2 separate regions of the Drosophila melanogaster genome follow, and region 2 is linked to region 1. A link is a contact called in public Hi-C data. All regions are on one chromosome and are shown on one strand. The core of a region is the stretch at or near the end of the contact, and the rest is flanking DNA. Distances in the headings are between cores, read along the strand shown. Region 1 holds the start of Art4 (Arginine methyltransferase 4). Region 2 holds the start of CG31407.

Region 1 (4,606 bases), core at 1,031-3,530:
GCAGCCACCTGTGCCTCCTCCTGATCCTCGAGCGCCTCCGGATCCACCTGCTCCTGATCCTCCTGCTCCATCTCCTCTAGCTCCTCGTCAGCATCCTCGTCAGCATCCGTGTCCTCCATGTGGCTGGGAGTGGTGTTCGTCGTCGTTGCTGCGCAGGCAATGGGCGCCACAATCACCGAGGTGGCCACACTGCGTATACGCACCGGCCGATTGCTAATTGTGTTGCTGTTGGCGGTGACCGCATACGGATGCGGTTGTTGTTGCTGCTGCTGCACCGGGCCACCGTAGCGCTTGTTGGTTTTGATGGTCAACGACGAGGGTAGCTGCTTGCCGGCAGCCACCTCGGCCGCCAAACGCACCACTGTGGTGGTCATTTTAGAGGACGTTGAGGATGTTGCTGCCGGGCTGGGAGTTGCTGATATTGCTTCTGGGTTGGGTGTTGCTGTTGCTGATGCTGATGATGATAATGCTGCTGATGATGCTGCTGTTGCTGCCTTGGACTGGTGCGCCGACGCCTGGTTTGCCGCCTCCGTCGACGACTTCTGTCGCTTTCAGTCGCCGAAGCGACTGCACGCCTTCTTCCACCGGCACTGGGTGCACCACTGGTCGCGTTTCTCCATGCCGTACACCTTGCGGCACTTTTTGTTCTCGCCACGCGTCCTCTTGCCGGGCGAATGGGGCGTATGCTTGACGGCTACCTGTTGCGCCATGTGCTGTTGCTGCTGCAGCGGATTGCTTCCGTTGCTGTGGTTGTTACTGTTGTTTTGGGCAACCATGTTGCCGGCAGTTGTCTGTGGATGCTGCTGCTGGTGGCCGCGCATCGGTTGGTGGTGGTGCTGCTGCTGCGCCGGATGGAAATTGGGCGTGATCGTCACACTGGACAGGAGATGTTGCTGCTGCTGTTGGTGGCTGTGTTGCTGCTGCTGCTGGTGGTGTTGCTGCTGCTGCAGTTGCTGCTGCTGCTGGCTGTGGTGCGCCGTCACTGTGACGTTCTGCTGCGACAGCTGCTGCAGCATGTTGTTGGCACTGCTATTGCTGTGGATCACTGGACTGCTGCTGCTGCTGCTGTTGCTGCTGCCGCTGCTGCCGGCGTAATTGTGGTGGTGCGTGTGTTGGTGGTGCTGCTGTTGCTGGACGTACGTCGGCGATGGATATGGCGCTACCGAGTGGGTCGGACGGGAGGACGACGAGCGAGCGTGCTTGCCGATCGGCGAGGCTGATGAACTGGCCGCCACCGACCCCGTCCCCGTGGAGGAGTAGCTGCCCACTGTCGCCGTCGCCGCCGGGCATGTGTAGTTGTGGTGGGCTAGGTGCGAAGTGGGGATGCAGCTGGTGTTGTTGTTCTGCAGCTGCTGCTGGTGGGTGCTCGGGATGTTGCTGCCACTGATGGTGCGTCCGTGCGACTGCGCTAGATGGTTATAGTGGCTACCGCCGCGTCCTTGCCTGGAAAATCGAAAAAGGATAATGTCATTAAATGTATCTATATCGTGCACCAAGAGAACCCACTTGAAGTTGCCAACAATCTGCTTCTGGTACTCGGGATCCTCGTGCGGCGGACGCGCCATGTCCCGGTGACTCAGAGTCGGCTCGGAGGCCAGAGTGGGCTTCACCTGCTCGACGTCGTCGTCGGCATCCTCGAGGTAGAAGTCCTCCTCATTTCCGTCATCATCCGCGGAGCGATGGGAGTCCTTTCTGCAATGCCACCGAAAAATAGCGAAATTGATTAGAAGGATGTGTCAGTGATGGCAAGTTTGCTTCAGTTATGTACCTAGGTTCGGTATTACTTCAAATCAGATTGATAGCTTTTAAATTAACGAACTTAAGTTGTCTAACGTTGTTTATTCGATTTAATTCAATTCAAACAAATAGGAAAAATATTTTAAAATGAATGCTAAAAATTGCTGTTAAACTTTGGTCAATATTTATTAAGGTACCTCATTTAGGTACCTACTCTCCATTTCAAGCGACCGCTTTTTTGTACTAGCGTTGCCAACTAGCCGACCACCCACATTAGGTTCGAGGCCCTGCTAGAAGTGTTCCAGAGTTCTGAACCTTGATTCTATCCACTTAAAAAACTATATTATTTCTTTTTACATTTCTTTTCCCCGCACTATTTTTTTTCAATTATATTTCAAAATGAAATTGAGATTGATGCAAGCTTCCTTGCATACAATTCTTTTGTAAATCTCACTAGACTGAAAAATCGCTTAGTCTTAAGGTAGTGCGCGGTAATAATCCTATCGAAAAGCATCGGACTTGGTCCCACCTCTAGCCTCAACTATTTGTTCCAGCTCTAGCACTTTTTGCAAAAAAGAACGCATGTTCCGTGTGAAATCAATACGAAATCAACAAGAGCGATCGATTTTGAGTAATCGTCCGAGTTGAAAAGCAGCGCACTATATAGTTCCCAGCGCCAATTAATCCAGCTGCCCGAGTCACCAGCCATTTTGTGTGTGGTGGAAAATTTTGCAGATAGAAAAAATTGCGCGTCTGTCTGTCTGCATCTGCGTATCTGTGTGTGTGCGTGTGCTAGAGTGTTTGTGTGTGTGCGTGCGTGCGTGTGTATAGCGAGGTCTACATTGTCAATTAACAAGGGAAAAAAGACGCTTGTGGTCCTGCTTTGTTCCTTTGCCTCTTTACCCTCCAAAAAGCCAGCCAACATGTCCAGCCTGCGACCCGAGGAGGCCCGAAAACTGGCCACCGCCGCCTCCGTTTCGCCGCTGAGCAATTGCCAATTTTGCGGCGTGGTAATCAGCTCGATTGCCGACGAGCAGAAGCTAGAGTTTACCAACAAATACAAGGGAAGCTGCACGCTGCTCTGCAGCTACGATTCCCAGGGTGTCGTCCTCCGTGTTGTGTCAGGTAAAAGAGGACATCGAATGTTTCATAAAACCCGTTCCTTATATCGCCAATCTCTCCACCAGACGACGACCGGAGCCACGTGCTCAAGGAGTACATGATAGCCGCCGATACGGATGCCGCCCAAATGGGACGAAGGAGTTATGCCGTTTCCCTGGACGCCGACAATCTAGTGCTGAGGTTTGCCAGCGAGCAGGACCAGCAGCTCTTCCGCAAAGTGGTGGAGAACGTGAAGCACTTGAGACCCAAGTCCGTGTTCTCGCAGCGCACTGAGGAGTCGTCCGCCTCGCAGTACTTCCAGTTCTACGGCTACCTCAGTCAGCAGCAGAACATGATGCAGGACTATGTAAGGACAAGCACGTATCAGCGGGCCATTCTAGGCAATGCTGTGGATTTTCAGGACAAGATCGTCCTGGATGTGGGCGCCGGCTCGGGCATTCTCTCCTTCTTTGCCGTGCAGGCGGGAGCTGCCAAAGTGTACGCCATTGAGGCTTCCAACATGGCCCAGTACGCCCAGCAGCTGGTTGAGTCCAACAATGTGCAGCATAAGATCTCTGTGATACCGGGGAAGATCGAGGAGATCGAGCTGCCCGAGAAAGTGGACGTTATCATATCAGAGCCTATGGGCTATATGCTGTACAACGAGCGCATGTTGGAGACCTATCTGCATGCCAGAAAGTGGCTCAAGCCGCAAGGAAAGATGTACCCCACGCACGGCGACTTGCACATAGCACCCTTTTCGGACGAATCGCTCTACTCGGAACAATATAACAAGGCCAACTTCTGGTACCAGTCGGCGTTCCACGGCGTTGACCTTACCACGCTGCACAAAGAGGGCATGAAGGAGTACTTCCGACAGCCCATTGTGGACACCTTCGACATCCGCATATGCATGGCCAAGTCGGTGCGGCACGTGTGCGACTTTCTCAACGATAAGGAGGACGATCTGCATTTGATAAGTAAGTACCCGAAAAAGTGATTTGCGACAATGGCCAACTGTTGACTTTCCGCAGGCATCCCCCTGGAGTTTCACATTCTGCAAACTGGCATCTGCCATGGGCTGGCCTTTTGGTTTGATGTGGAGTTTAGCGGCAGCAGCCAGAATGTGTGGCTCTCAACGTCGCCCACAGCGCCTCTGACACATTGGTATCAGGTTCGCTGCCTTCTGCCCATGCCCATCTTTATTAAGCAGGGCCAGACGCTGACCGGCCGTGTCTTACTGGAGGCCAATCGGCGGCAGTCGTATGACGTGACCATCGACCTACACATCGAAGGCACGCTGATTTCGTCGAGCAACACCCTGGACCTTAAGAATCCGTATTTTCGGTACACGGGGGCCCCGGTCCAGGCACCGCCGGGGACTAGTACCCAAAGTCCATCTGAGCAGTACTGGACACAAGTGGACACGCAAGGATCACGCAATTGTAAGAACAAATCCTTGATATAATAATCTCATTGCTTATGTGATTATAATTTCTATAGCTTCAAGCATGCTAAATGGAGGGATCAGCGTGAACGGAATAGGCGAAGGCATGGACATCACTCATGGACTTATGCATCCGCACTAGGGGGGCGGTGGATCGAATAACAATACATCTTTCTGGGAATTCCCTTTGCTCTAAGTCCGCTCACTTTCTACGCTTGATCCTAATTTTGCCAATTTTTGTTTTGTTACAGTTTATGATTAGGTTATTTATTGAAAAGTGTAAAATATTTTTATCTATTTTCGAAAGTTAGTTCTGTTCTG
Region 2 (4,186 bases), core at 1,466-3,965, 39 kb before region 1:
TTAGCTCACTTTTATTTGCAGACAATCATAATGAAATTTTAATTACTCTGCTAGGCATAAGAAATAATTTGAAATGCTTCAGATGTATTCTATATATTAAAGATATTTTCCCAAATGGCGTAATGTCTCTCAAGTGTATTTAGCACATCGGTTCGCATTGCCAAACCCAGATGTTTAGTATTTTACATAGTTCGTTGTCTTGGTGGCCCACGCGACTCACAGACACAATCTGAAATCCATCATAAGCCCAAAGACATTTATAAATTGGTTTTCAGTTGTTGTTGGCACTGGATGCTTTCTGAAATATTCGCACAGCCCACATGATTATAATGAAGGCCCCGATATCTTTAATTGGCCTCAACATTGAAATGTCAATCCAGTTGGTGGCATAATTGTAGACAATAAATTTAACCCTATGCTATGCGAAATGCATTTGAACTCGACTCGTTCTAAATATATATCATATATTTCCTTTGCTTCCAGTTAATGCTGCATATATGACAGGCCCACACGACATCGACAGCGACTGAGACAAGTAAGTTGAGTGTGCAATTAAACCACGCAAAAAAAAAAAAAAAACTAGAATATTTATGTAAATTTTTTGCACATTTTGTTGTTTATTAAATTTGTTTCTCCACGAGGAGAACTTTGTCCGGGCGTGACCCCAATCCCAGTTGTAACGGAGCAACTGGAGCGGAGTGAGAGGGCGGATTGAGGAGTGGGGCGTGGGGCGTGGCACGCCTACTTTAGTTTCTTCTCTTTTTTTCCTGTGCAGGCGGCATATATATTTTATTAAATTTAACATGGCCTGCAGTATGCAGGAAGTAAGGCCCACGGACGAAAATGTGCCATTTCTTTATATTATTTATACAATCGGCCTGTAACTTTGCCAGCTATAGTTGGCTAACATCCATACCATTCTGCAACATATTCTCTTAAAACGAACAATGGTTATAAAAAGTCACCACTGCGAATGATGTCAACGGAATGTTTCAAAAGGATTATCCACAAAAGGAAGCTGCTCTGCCGCAAGGATATTGAATTGGAGAACAACCACCTACTTTCTCCTTCTTTTTTCCCTCCAGCGATGATGTCATTTGAAGTCATAAAATTGATTTTCCATTTAAAATCGTTTTACAAGAGATTTTGCTTGCTTAGGGAGCAAAAAACGAACCGAAATCGAGGAGTAAACACTCAGAATCAATTAATTCGCTATTTGTATATGTATGTATAAATTTATTTATATGTTTGTGCGAAAAAGTTGAAGGCGCCTCGCAGATTTTCCCCGCATCTCCTTCAATCGCGATGATGGGCAAATGTTTGGCTCGTGGCTGCGAGTTGGCCAACCGCATCGTTTGCTGACCCAATTTTGTTTGGCTAAGAATAGCGAAAAATGTTTAAACGAATGCTGCTGTCTATTCGAATATCTTTCTGCCTCGGATTACACTTGATGCTGCAGCACTGTGCGTTAAACTCTTTGCCAAAGGATAGACAAAATTACTTGTCTCTTGCAGCACACAAAGTTCGTAGCGTTTAATCGAACTAGAGAATTGCGAAAGTGAAATATGGTCACAGGGTGTCCCGATATATTCGATACTTAATTGCAATATCGTGAGTTAAGCTGCTCTGTCAGCGCTTTGACCATATCCCACTAATTAAACGTAATTTATTTAGCCACGTCCGTTAGTGCCAAATAAAATACGGTAACAAATTTATAACAATGCCGCAATTTTAAGTTTTGGCTGCCAACCAAAAAGTTGCCGACAAGATTTATTCAATCAAATCTATTTTCATTGTTTCTACACTTGTCACATCTTGTTGTAATTGTGAAAACCAGCCAAAAGGTATAGAAAAGCGCCACAGGCGCGTCTTTTAATTGTCACACTTGGCCGAATGATTTCTTTATTTAATTTTATATTTTTTTTTTCCCGCCAGCAGTGAGTGCCCCTAATCCCCAAAGTAAAAATTCGATGGCGCTTCCGCATTGTGGTTCGTGTTGCTCAAATGTCTGCTTGGTTTGGTGTTCATAAATCAATTTGCTGCAATTTCAACAATTTTCGCTCGTCTGCGAGGCTGTCGATCAATTGGCATAGGAACCAAAATTAGAAAACAACGAACGCAAATCAATCAAGCGGCTGTCTATTTGCATATTTTTTTATGCCCCAGCTGTATTCATTCGGCAAGAGTTCTGAAGCGCCTAGGTGCTAAGCAGATCGATTTGAAATTAAGACGTTTATCAGTTCAAAATATAAAATGCAGCACCAATCGAAATTTTCCATTCGGTTACTATAGAAAATAATTTCCATAACTTCTGAAAACTCTTCACGTTTCAGTGACATATTTCTATTTACAATTGTCACATAAAGGCGAACGAATAAAATAAGAAAGATATATTCAAATTACGTGACTTTCATGCCCAAGTCGGAAAGCATTCTTCTTCTTGGTTTTGTTATTAGAAAGTGCCCAAGAATGAGCTTTCTTATCGATGAGTGATAATAAACAAAACTTGCATGTAGATACAGTATCTATAAATCTATAATTAGAGCTGCCTTTATGATGTTTTGTGTATATCAAAAGTGTGCGACGAACTTCTCACATTGTGGGGGTGGTTTGAATGTTCCTGGCTTTTGTGTACCTGGCCGGACTCATTGTATCTTTGTCATCTGTTGTTACAGAAATGCCTTAAAAATGATCCCAGGCAGTGGCGTAGCTTCATTACCGATCAAGTGGCTCTGCATCTCGCAACGAATCGTTCCGAATAAAAAATTAAATAAATAAACACAAAAAATTGTGATATAAGCGATAAATATTGTGATAATTCGGACAAACGTGTCAATTGCATTGCATCAGGTGAGCATATGATATGGACAAAAACAAACTGCGGAAGAAATAACAAAAATTTGAACAAAATTAATTATTTTGTTTATGAATGGGACTACGAGATGATGTTGGTGTTTCGAATATTTGTTATAAATTTCCTGGCCATTGGCCAAGTTTGCACAAGGAAACGAAAGAGAAATTTCAACATTTCAAACTGAAATGGTTCATTTTGTTCTCGGGAACCTTGATCTTGTACGGCAGCCATGTGCAACACTTTATAAACTATGAATTCATTCGTTTACGCAAAGTCCACAATTTTGGTTTTATTTCTGAATTTATGAGTAATTAAGCTGTAGATATGGTGGGATATTTTCGGGCCACCCTCGAATAGTATTCGAAGATGAGTCATTCATCTCACCCCCAGTTGGCGAAAAGAAAAACCTGCTGCAGTTCACCCTCGCCGGTTGTTTTGATACCCTACCCATTCCTAAAGTTTCGGCTGATTTTAATTTCCCTCCCTGCCCCAACAAACTTCGCGTTGTGGCGACTTTTGGTAGATAAAGCAGCCAACACAAAAATCGATAAGCGCTCAACTTTTCATTTTCTTTCGACTTTAATTTTCGTATTTCATCTCATACGACCACCCAACAACACCCCCTTTCTTTTGGCGCAATGACATAATGTGGTGTGTGCCCAATGTGACCCACAAGGCTTTTGATTAACCCGGACAAACAATGAGCGAAAAAATACCGATAACTACACGGAACGAAAGATATGCTTAGTTTTTGATGTGATGAAAAATCGCATATGGTACATCAATTGAGAATTTGTACCATCAGATGCCCCATTTTAAAAGTCCCCTTAATTTTTTCCCTCAGTGTAGAGAGTGGTAGCGGATGACAGTCGAGCTGTCGCCAATTGCGTGACCCACCGCCTCTTTCCTGTCCGCAATGTGGGCGTGGTTGGGGGGCATGGAGGCAGCTCTTTTTTATGAGTTTGTTGGCGCCAATCGCATTTGGGTCCCAAACTTTAATAGACGATGAGACAACAAAAAATTGGAACCGCCTTTCGGCATTGGATATGGGATTTCCTGCCTTGTGTGTGGGTTGGTGTAGAATAATTTGTCAAGGATGAAATCTATGCAAAAAGGGAACCTTTTTTTTTTTGCAATACCGTTTCCCAAAACTCGTAAACAAAGAAAGCTTTCTTATTATTCTCTATTAAAGAGCTCAGTACCATACAAATTTATTCTATTTATTCCATTGTTCAATTTGACAACTGATTTAATAAGGGGATGATATGATGATACATCTTTTGAAATAGCATGATGATCCCAAGAAATTTTACCTTTATCCAAACAGTAGAT

Evidence for each region. A called contact is a pair of places that touch in the nucleus more often than the background predicts.
Region 2: a Hi-C map of the Kc167 cell line shows a contact between it and region 1, with 2.2 times the contacts expected there. A contact is called at or near these places in 23 of 107 Hi-C or Micro-C datasets (the Clone 8 cell line, the D17-c3 cell line, the Kc167 cell line and 11 more).

Annotation. Positions count from the first base shown.
Region 1 is chr3R:9,983,734-9,988,339 of dm6, reverse strand. It overlaps Art4 (Arginine methyltransferase 4), which reads left to right and starts at 2,280. Exons shown (of 4, transcript NM_001275516.1): 1 at 2,280-2,862; 2 at 2,925-3,818; 3 at 3,873-4,283; 4 at 4,342-4,606. The coding sequence starts at 2,661. The coding sequence ends at 4,427. Glut4EF (Glucose transporter 4 enhancer factor) reads right to left here. Exons shown (of 7, transcript NM_001275515.1): 6 at 1,507-1,692; 7 at 1-1,443. The coding sequence ends at 552. CG46467 reads right to left here. Exons shown (of 7, transcript NM_001382173.1): 6 at 1,507-1,692; 7 at 1-1,443.
Region 2 is chr3R:10,023,679-10,027,864 of dm6, reverse strand. It overlaps CG31407, which reads left to right and starts at 2,715. Exons shown (of 2, transcript NM_001300336.1): 1 at 2,715-2,850. Mical (Molecule interacting with CasL) reads left to right here. Exons shown (of 24, transcript NM_176447.2): 4 at 484-535.